Linked DNA regions of Sus scrofa: region 2 is linked to region 1. A link is a contact called in public promoter capture Hi-C data. All regions are on one chromosome and are shown on one strand. The core of a region is the stretch at or near the end of the contact, and the rest is flanking DNA. Distances in the headings are between cores, read along the strand shown. Region 1 holds the start of TOR1A (torsin family 1 member A). Region 2 holds the start of ASS1 (argininosuccinate synthase).

Region 1 (5,491 bases), core at 155-2,654:
TGATTGAATTTAGGTTTCCCAAGAAACATTTCTTCTTTTATAAAATGCGTTAGAGTTGAAGATCTTGAAACTGAGTTTGATTGTGTCTCTCTAAAATCCTACGATCCCACTGAGCCTGCTTTCGGAAACCACCCCAAGCTTTGCTAATTGCTCCCTGCATCTCTAAGCCTCTGTGGTTGCCACACTTTTCAAAGGGGGAACTGACACGTGCTTGCCATTTTCAGGGCCCACTCGTTTCAACCCGGAATTCCAAATCCCATCGGCCACCAAACCCCAAACCCGGCCCCATCCAGGAAGGATTCCAAAATTCGGCCCTTGCCTTGTACAGGGTGATGTTGGAGATGTGGGGGAAGTGCAGTGTGGCCACAAACAGGTGGACATAGTCACTGTTCAGACCACCCTCGTAAATATTCTCTGCGATGATCTTGCTGACAAAATTTTTGCCGGTGCCCGTCCACCCGTGTAGGGAGAGGGTGAGCGGCTTCTTGGGCTTCGGGTTGCTGATGAAGCCTGAGACGGCATTTAAGATGACTTTCTTTGCAAGATGCTGTCCGAAAAGCTTGCTGTCCAGATCCTTCTGCAGCGCTAGGAAAAACAAAGTGAGTCAGGCGGACAGTAGGGAGACACATCTGGCAAAGTGTGGCCCAGTTTACAGGCTCAGGTAAAGCCAGCAGAGTCAGCTAAGCTCTTCAAGCGTCTTGGGAGACGCGGATGTGTGGGCAAGCACTTGGCCCAGGTGACCGGCAGGTGCAGGAGGCCCTCCCTCTGCTAGTCCTGTCCATTCTCGAGCCCTCCTTCCCGAAGAGGTCCTTGGGGCCAGTGCCCAGGGGCGCGCGCCCCTCGCCCCAGCTCTGCGCCTTCCACCCATGCCGGGCAGAAAAAGGGCAGCGGTTTGGTCCCCGCTGCTCCGCGCCGGAGGAATCCCCACCAGCCGCGTCTCCGCCGAGGAAGGAGCACACCTCTCTGGAGGAAGTTTCCGACCGTCCCCACGCCCGGGTTTTGGGCGAAGCTGCCCAAACGGCAGCTGGCCTCGCCTGATCAAAGTCCGGTCAGCCTGTGGTCGTGGCCAGGGCCAGGCCCGGTGCCGCACCTCAAGCCGCCCCAGTTCCGGGTCCGGGCCCCGCCGGCCTCAGCACTGCCCGAGCTCCTGGGCCTTCTGGACCCCCGCCTCCGACCCTCGCCCCAGCTCTGGCACCAGGCCCCCCAGCCCCCGCCCCATCCTACCCTCCCGGCTGAGGCTCCCCTTCTGGCTGCAGCACTCGGTGAAGAAGCAGAAGAGGCGCGGGTAGGAGATGTAGCCGGTGAGGACGCCGGCCAGGGCCAGTCCCAGACTGATGGGCTCTACCGCCCGCACCGCCAACGGCGCCAGCAGCAGCAGGCCCAGCGCGGCCCGGCCCAGCTTCATGCCCAGACCGGCGCTGCCCGGCGCGTTCTCGCGCCTACCGCGGATCGGCGCTACCGCCAACTGCACTTCCGGTCCCGCCCGCCGGGGCCGCCATCTTTGTAAGGGGCGGGCATCCTCCTGACGCTGGCGTCCGCCATCTTTATGAAGGGCAGAGCCCTTTCCACCTTTGGGCACCGAGCCACTGGGGGTACCGATATTTTCTCTTTGAATAAAACTTAGTTTCTTCAGATTTTTTTAGTTTCTACCTAACGTCCTATTCCTATTTTTTTTTGGTCTTTTTAGGGCCACACCTGCGGCATATGAGGGTCCCAGGGTAGGGGTCAAATGGAGCTGTAACTACCAACCTACACCATAGCCACGCCAGCTAAGAGAGGTTCCTCCGGTCCTACACCACAGTTCAGGGCACCGCAGAATCCTTAACCTGCTGAACAAGGTCAGGGATAGAACCTCCGTCCTCACGGATGCTGGTCGGGTTCATTAACCACTGAGCCACCTCAGGAACTCTTAACATCCTATTTCCAATCCAGGGTCCCACCAAGATACCACATTATATTTAGTTGTCATGTGTCCTTAGCTCCTTTTTTTTTTTCTTTTTTTAGGGCCACACCTGAAGCATATGGAAGTTCCCAGGCTAGGGGTCAAATTGGAGCTGCAGCTGCCGCCTACACCACAGCCACAGCAACACAGGATCCTTAACCCACTCACTGATCAAGGACAGGGATTGAACCTGCATCCTCACGATCTAGTTGGTTTTGTTACTGCTGAACCGTGATGGGAACTCTGTTTCTTAAACTAAATGAGAAAACCCCTCTCAGGAACTGAAGTTTGCTTTTGTGCTGCCCAGCCCCCAGGCCTGAACATATTACCTAGTGCTGGTGTAAGGAGACGCAATACAAGCGATAAACAATGTGGGTCCATTTCATATTTAATACTTAAGTGCTTAAAGCGATAGAAATTGTTTTTTCTCTCTTAATGAAAAGAAACACAACTGTACAAGTCAGAAAATACCAGTGACCCTTTGATCTCATCCTAGATTTTTCTGCCATCAGCTGGCTCCACCGTAAAGAGGGACGGATGCATTTCTGAACCCCGTTCCTGATATTTACAAGTAGGAGACATGATTGCATATGTAATGAAAGCACAATCTAAAGGGTATCATCTCACTCTAAACTCACAGCTGTTTCCTCCTGACCCAGGGCAAATATTAGGAGGAAGTCAACATATTTACAAACAAGATTTAATAATGCTCACAAGAAGAGAGTTTTCCCCCAAATAGAAAAACTATGCATTGTCTTGTTTCAAAAGGTTACACACACGGTGCCTGAAAAATCCAGCATGTGAGGCACAGGGTTAGCAGCATCTGTTTTGGGAACCGTCTGCTATCAGTGCACAGGCTTCTGTCCAGGCAGCCTGTTATCATGGGGATAGAGGGAGTGGAGGACACTATTTAACACCCCGCTGTGCACTGCTCCCCTTCTGCCTCCCTCAGTACCGCCGGTTCATCTTCTTGAACTTCTCGTAGTGATAGTCATCGGTGGCCTTCTCATTAGCAGGACGCTTGCGGTTGGGAGGGGACCCTGAGAAGGAAAAGAAGAAAACTGTTTGCCACGTTGGATGCCACCCCTGGGCTCAGCTCTGAATAGCAAGGACAACCATACCTGACTCCCTGCAGAAGCCCCCAATCCTATCCTAGTGAACAGAAACAGAGCAGGGCCTGAGTAAATGCTCGTTATTAAGTGCATGACGATAAACGAGGCGGATTCAGACGCTAGCCAAAACGTGCTGATTTCAGTGTCAAGACCAGGGGAACGCAGCAGCTACTCGTCATTGAGAGTTCAACTGTGAACCAGGCATGGCACTAAATCTTTTTAGAAACAACTTTCTTTCCTCTTTTTTTTTTTTTTTTGTCATTTTAGGGCTGCACCCACAGCATATGGAGGTTCCCAGGCTAAGGGTCCAATCGGAGCTGTAGCTGCCAGCCTACACCACAGCCACAGCCACGCTAGATCTGAGCCGCATCTGCGACCCACACCACAGCCCTTAACCTACTTACACCAGATCCTTAACCTACTGCATGAGGCCAGGGATCGAACCTGCGTCCTCATGGATGCTAGGCAGATTCTTTCCACTGAGCCATGAAGGGAACCTCCAAGACACGACTTCCTTTCACCCTCCCAGCAATCCCAGCAGGGCATGTTACCATCTCTGCTCAGATAGCTTGGGGGACTTGCTCAAGGTCACTTAAAAGGTGAAGGTTGGAGTTCGTCGTGGCGCAGTGGTTATGAATCGATAGGACCATGAGGTTGCGGGTTCGATCCTGCTTGCTCAGTGGGTGAGGATCCGCATTGCATGAGCTGTGGTGTAGGTCGAGCGCGGCTCGGATCCGCGTGCTGGGTCTGGCGTAGGCGGTGGCTACAGCTCCGATTCAATCCTAGCCTGGAACTCCATAGCGTGGAGGCCAAAAATAGCAAAAAAAAAAAAAAAAAAAAAAAAAAAAAAAAAAAAAAGTGAAGGTTGGCTGAGAGTTGAACCCAAGTCTGGTGACTGCAGAGTCCCTGCTTATTAGATATTAATAACAGAAACTTTGGAAATCAAAGGCTGCACAGACCAAGTGTTACAGAAAATAATTTCCACAGCAGGAAGGAAGAAACAGCAACAGCCGGGCTTTTCCGAAGCCTCAGCACCTTCAGCATTTCTTCAGGATCGCCCGTGTCAATGAAAAGGATGGCGCCACCTGCTGCCAGTGAGCACGTGGGAGGGGGCACTGCTGGATGCTGCTGGTGGGCAAACAAATTAGCATCAGGCTGCCCAAGCATCACCTGGCGAGTTGAAGGTAGCTTAAGGACATGATCTGGTCAGGCGCGACCATCAAGCACTGTTTAAATGGGATAAAATGGGAAACGAGCTGAGTGTCCCAGCAGAGGGAGAGGCTTAGACTGCAGTACGTCTACCTACACAGCAGACTATGAAATGGCTCCTGAACAGGAAAAAGTATTTACTGTCATGGAGAGACATGGAGAGCACACTAAAAAGCAACGAGAAGCTGTTAAGTATATACAACATACATTTCCTATACACGTATGGGTATTTTTGAAAGGTCAAGAAGGTTATACAATCCGCCCATGGTATCTGCATCTGAGGCTTCAACCAACCCCAGGCTGTGTAGCACTGCGTTTACAGTCCAAGGTTGGCTGGAAGCTGCGGATACTGAGGGCTGACTATGAGCATGGGCAGATTTTGGTATCTGTAGCGGGTCCTGGGCCAGTCCCCCGAGGAGAATGAGGGATGACAAATACGTAAAGTTGTTAACGTCGGCCGTCTTCAGGTGGTGAAATTATGCAACTTTTTTCTTTTTGTTTCCTGAAATCTAATTTGTTGAGTCTCTAGTATATTGGCTAGCACAGTGAATCCTTAGAGCAACCCCTAGTGGTAAGTTTTATTACCATCCCCATTTTATTTTATCAGTTTTTTTTTTTTTTTTTTTTTTTTGCAGTTTTGAGGCCCACACATGGGGCATATGGAAGTTCCCAGGCTAGGGGTCGAATCGGAGCTGCAGCTGCCAGCCTAAACCACAGCCACAGCAATGCCAGATCCTTAACCCACTGAGCAAGGCCAGGTATCAAACCCACACCCTTATGGTTACGAGCCGGGTTTGTTATCGCTGAGCCACAATGGCAACTCCACCATCCCCATGGAGAGGTGAGGAAACTGAGCCTTGGGAAAGGGAAGGCACAAGGCCATGGTCCAGAGCACAGACCAGAACCCAGAGGCCCTGGCTCCGAAGCCCTTGCGCTGCCCCTTCAGAGTCCGCCCCCGACCCTGCCGGCCTGGGGCAAGGGTTGCTCCAGGCACCTGGAGGCCTCTGCTGTACTTACGCTCGGGCTCTGGCTTCTCTGTGTCGCCCACTCTCAAGGGTCGGGCTTTGGGCTCTTCTTTGTTTCTCCGTATGGGAGCATTGAGCTCCTCGTGGTAAACTGGAGCGAAAGAGACCAGAGGATGTGTCAGGCAGACTCTGGGAACCCAGGGACCCCACGGCGCTGGCAGGGCTGCCTCCCCAGGGACGAAAGACGCTTACATCGGTTGTGC
Region 2 (4,892 bases), core at 1,952-4,451, 550 kb after region 1:
AATTCGGCCCCTACTCATGACCAAAACATAAAAACGAACTTCTTCACCTGTGAAAAACATCTAAGAAAAACCCACACTGACTGAAAGCCTTCTCACTCAAATCTGGTACAAGACAGGATGCCCACTCTCACCAGTGCTATTCAACATAGTTTTGGAAATCCTAGCCACAGCAATTAGACAAACAAAAGAAATAAAAGGCATTCAAATAGGAAGAGAAGAGATAAAACTGTCCCTGTATGCAGATGACATGATACTATACACAGAAAACCCTAAGGACTCAACCCCAAAACTACTTGAACTGATTAATAAATTCAGCAAAGTAGCAGGATATAAGATTAACATTCAGAAGTCAGTCGCATTTCTGTATACCAGCAATGAAACATTAGAAAAGGAATACAAAAATACAATACTTTTTAAAATTACACCTCACAAAGTCAAATACCTAGAATACACCTGACCAAGGAGGTAAAGGACTTATATGCTGAGAACTATAAAACTATAATCAAAGAAATCAAAGAAGACGTAAAGAAATGGAAAGATATTCCATGTTCCTGGATTGGAAAAATCAATATTGTAAAAATGGCCATACTACCCAAAGCAATCTACAGATTCGATGCAATCCCTATCAAATTACCCATGACATTTTTCACAGAACTAGAACAAACAATCCAAAAATTTATATGGAACAACAAAAGACCCAAAATCGCCAAAGCAATCCTGAGAAACAAAAACCAAGCAGGAGGCATAACTTTCCCAGACTTCAAAAAATATGACAAAGCCACAGTCATCAAAACAGTGTGGTACTGGTATCAAAACAGACAGACAGACCAATGGAACAGAATAAGGCACCCGGAAATAAACCCTGACACCTATGGTCAATTAATCTTTGACAAGGGAGGCAAGAACATAAAATGGGAAAAAGAAAGTCTATTCAGCAAGCATTGCTGGGAAACTTGGACAGCTGCATGCAAAGCAATGAAATTAGAACACACCTCACACCATGCAGAAAAATAAACTCAAAATGGCTGAAAGACTTAAATATAAGACAAGACACCATCAAACTCCTAGAAGAGAACATAGGCAAAACACTCTCTGACATCAACCTCATGAGTATTTTCTCAGGTCTCTATTCTGAGCCAACATTATTGTCTGCATTAAAAAAAAAAAACCTAAGATATTTACAAACATCTATTGCAATTAATCAGCAAATTCAGCAAGGTTGCAGAACCCAAGGCAAATAGGCAAAAATCAGGTGTATTTCTATACACTCGCAACAACCAGTTGGAAAATAACATTTAACGTATTACTTACAATAGCATCTGAAAACTTAAAATACTTAGAAATGCATTTAATGAAAGAGAAACAAGAACGTACCCTGAGAACTCTAAACATTGCTCAGACCTCTGAGTCAGGGTGGATCTTTCGGCACTCCCACTAAAATGAGGACTTTCATACCGCCCCTCAGAGGTGCCCCAACCTGCCAGGTCCTCCTTTTCTCCAAATAAAAGACTTGGGCATGTGCCTGAGGCTAGGCCTCCACCGCCAAGTCCTCCCAGGCGTCCAATAAAATATCCATCTGGAGCAGCCATACCTGTGACCCCACGAAGCCCTATCTCTTGTAGCATGAGAGGCACCCTTGTTCATCCCGATGCGGCCAGACCCATGATAACTACAGATTCCTTCCCAGTTTCAGCTTGTCCACCCCACCTGGTCCATGCACACGCCATCAATTGCAGGGAGCTGCGGCTCCATCTGTAAGTCGGTTTGGAGCCTCCGCCCTCCTGAAGGACTCAAAGCTATGCATGCCTGAGTGAGAGGGTGGGGACGGGGACTGGCTAGGGAGGGGCTGAGAGGGACAAAGTGAGCTGCCTCTGCTGCTGAGGCTCCCTTTCGCTGGCTGCTTGCTTCTTGGTTGCAGGAAGAGGCCTGGGTCAGGGCTGCCTGCTTACCATTCCTTACACTGCCCCCACCCCCACGCACCCCCCACGTCTCACCCGCCCCCCACCCTCATACCCGCGCATCCCTCCCCTATCCCCCACCTCTGCCGCATGCCCTCCCCACCCCCAACACTCTTCTCCCCCCCTCCCTCTGCCTGGGGCTGAATGACTAACTCGGCAGGGGCTGCCTGGGGGCTCCCACCTCCAGGGGGATTCAGGGCTGGGGGCTGGGAGGACTTGGGAAGCTGCCCTCTTGGGGTGGGGGTGGGGGGGGGTCAGTCCCACCCAAAGCTGTGCCTTGGACAGGTTGGGGCTTGCTGTTTTACTGCTTTGCGGCCTTTAAACCAGGCTGAGAAACTTCTGTCAGAACCTTCTGAAGGCCAGACTCCCTGCTTCTTTTTGCAAGCAAGAAGCTTCCCTCTGTGAACCTCTGCTTCCCTGCTGCTTAATGAGGCAGCACTTGGCCAGTCGTCTATGCACTATTTGTGTGTGTGTGTGTGTGTGTGTGTGTGTGTGTGTGTCTTTTTGGGGCCACACCAGCGGCATATGGAAGTTCCCAGACTAGGGGTCCAATGGGAGCTGCAGCTGTGGCCTACTCTGCGACCTACCCCACAGCTCAGGGCAACCCTGGAACCCAACCCACTGAGCCAAACCAAGGATCGAACCTGCATCCTCACTGATACTAGTCGGATTCTTTTCCACTGCACCACAAGGGGAACTCCCTCTATGCACCATTTACTGGGTGCCCTCGGGAGTTGGGTCAGGTGCCAGGCTCCGAGGAGACAGCCATGAAGCAGCCCTGGACGGAGGAGGGACGAAACCCCGAACCTTCTAGGGGTACCTCCACCTCGGCTTCTTCGGAGTATAATGGGCCCCCTCGAGTAGGGGCAAGGGAGGGTCTTTGAGGTCTGCAGAAAGGCCACCAAAGACGGGCATGAAACTCGGGGGCCTTAGGGACTTTTAGCCCTGCTCCCTCCACGAAGCCCTTGAGCGTCCCCTACGGGCAGGCGGCAAGTCTCCAGCAGGAGGGCTGTCACCCTGCCAGGGGCGCGGGTTCCAACCACGGGTGCGCGCAGGGGAGCCTCCAGCCCGCGGTCCGGGGTGGGGAGGCCCTCCGGCCAGGGCGAGGGAAACCCCGGCCGCCGGCGGCCAGCTTCTGGGCAGTCCGAAGGGTGTGAAGACCAGGGTGGGGGAGGGGAGGCAGGGGTGGGGAGGGGCGGGGCGGATAAGGAGGGAAGGGGAGGGGCGAAGGGGGAGGGGAGGCCCCGCCCACCCGCAGGTGGCGACGTTCGCGGAGCTGCTCCTCGAGGGGGCCGGGCCCGGGGGCGGGGCCTGTCGCGCGCGTCCCCCCACTTGTCCCCTGCCCTCGGCCCTGCCCCCGGCGCCGGGCATATAACCGGATGAGCGCCGCAACCAGCCCTGGTCCGCCGCCTGCCTCTGCCGCCTACCTCCCGGTAAGGAGTCCCCTTCGCACTCCCCAGCCTCGGTCGCCCTCTGCCCGGGTCTCACCGGAGGAGGCGGAGGGGACCGCGCGCCCGGGGCTGGGATCTCGGCTGGAGGGAAGGGGGCCGATGCCCGACTCCTGTTGCTCAAACACCTGGCGGCCGGATTCCTGGGCCGTGGCAACTGGAGCCGGGACTTGAAGAGCCCCGGGGTCTCCGTTGGAGCAAGTCGCCTCGAGGCCGAGGTCCTTTCCGGATTTTCGTTTTCTGATCCGGCTTCCTTTATACCTCGAATCCTGTAAAAATGGAGACCTTGAGAATCCGGAGGGTTGGGGGTCCTCTCGCCCCCTCTCTGATCCCCAGTTTCTGTCTCTGGCTCTCTTTAGCTCTGCTCGAAACCAGAGTTCCAACCTCACCCTCTGCTCCTCGCCCCCGGGGCTTGAACATCTGGGCCCCTCCCACAGCCCAGCTCAGTTTCCCCAAGTTAGATGGGCTCCGGGCTCCCCGCGGCCCGCCCGGGTGCCTTGGGGGTGGCTGAGCTCCCTCTCCTGCAGGGGGCGTCAGTCGCCCGGCTTTGCCTTCGGAAAGGGATTTGCGTTCTTTGGCCGGTGGGGTCGGTGGCCTCGCTCGGCCGCGGTGCCGGGTTTCCTGCTGGCCTTGGGCCGTGGGAGGGACCGCTCTGCAGGAAATGTCAGTCGCCTTGGTTGCTGTTGCCTTTGGCCCCTGGGGCGCTGCGCCCTCCCGGGAGGCAGAGTCTTTGTGAGACGGAGGAAACTGCTCTCCTGTCCCGCCTGGGCGCTTCCTGAGGCCTCCCGTGACCTGGCCACCTCTGCGAAGTGGGGGCGTCTCCTCCGGCGCAGCGCCCGTCTGGCTGCACATCTCAGGCAGGAACAAACCTGTCCTTTCCCCAGGGATCAAATGGGCCCTAGGCTTTGATCCCGCCCCTCCACGCCCAGACGGGTGACAGGAGAGGGCAGATTCTGGATGCCAGCGGACCCCAGCCCTGAAGGCAGACGTAACTCCACAACTGGGTGAGGCTTTGGGTCAGCCTCCGCGTTTTCCAAGCTTTGGTTTCTCTATTCGTCATGGCTGGCACAGGCTCAGGAAGCAGGAAGAGGCTGTATGCTGTTGAGAACGGTGCCCATTCATCCACTGTGGGAATGGCCCATCTGGGGGTGCCATGCTGGGGGCTGGGAGCAGGAGACAGGGTTCTGGTGGGGGAGGGAGGTGGTAGAGGCAGAAACAGCTGCAAAAGGGATGGGGAGTTTGATGATGGATGGGAACTGGAGGGGAGTCCGTTCTAACTCCCCCCTTCCATCCTTCTCACGGCCAGGGCAGGGGGACCTGTCCCAGGTGGAGCCACCTGTGCGTTAGGCTGAGAAGTAATTCTGGCAGAGCTGAGTGCTCAGGAGTGAGTGGAGAATCCTGCCCGCTGAGCACCTAGACCCCAGGCCACGCGTGGCTTAGGGTGGAGGAGGGAGGCCCCCGCTGAGCACAGTCTGAGCTCCCCGGA

The links. Promoter capture Hi-C pulls out the DNA fragments that hold promoters and counts their contacts.
Region 2: a contact with region 1 is called in a promoter capture Hi-C map of liver, with 4 times the contacts expected there. The contact joins the promoter of ASS1 here to the promoter of TOR1A in region 1. A contact is called at or near these places in 1 of 5 promoter capture datasets (liver) and 2 of 47 Hi-C or Micro-C datasets (both in liver).

What each region holds. Positions count from the first base shown.
Region 1 is chr1:269,984,074-269,989,564 of Sscrofa11.1, forward strand. TOR1A (torsin family 1 member A) reads right to left here and starts at 1,405. Exons shown (of 5, transcript NM_001105298.1): 1 at 1,225-1,405; 2 at 320-585. The coding sequence starts at 1,405. C1H9orf78 reads right to left here. Exons shown (of 9, transcript XM_003122220.4): 7 at 5,481-5,491; 8 at 5,281-5,379; 9 at 2,313-2,982. The coding sequence ends at 2,891.
Region 2 is chr1:270,528,233-270,533,124 of Sscrofa11.1, forward strand. It overlaps ASS1 (argininosuccinate synthase), which reads left to right and starts at 3,202. Exons shown (of 15, transcript XM_003353686.4): 1 at 3,202-3,391.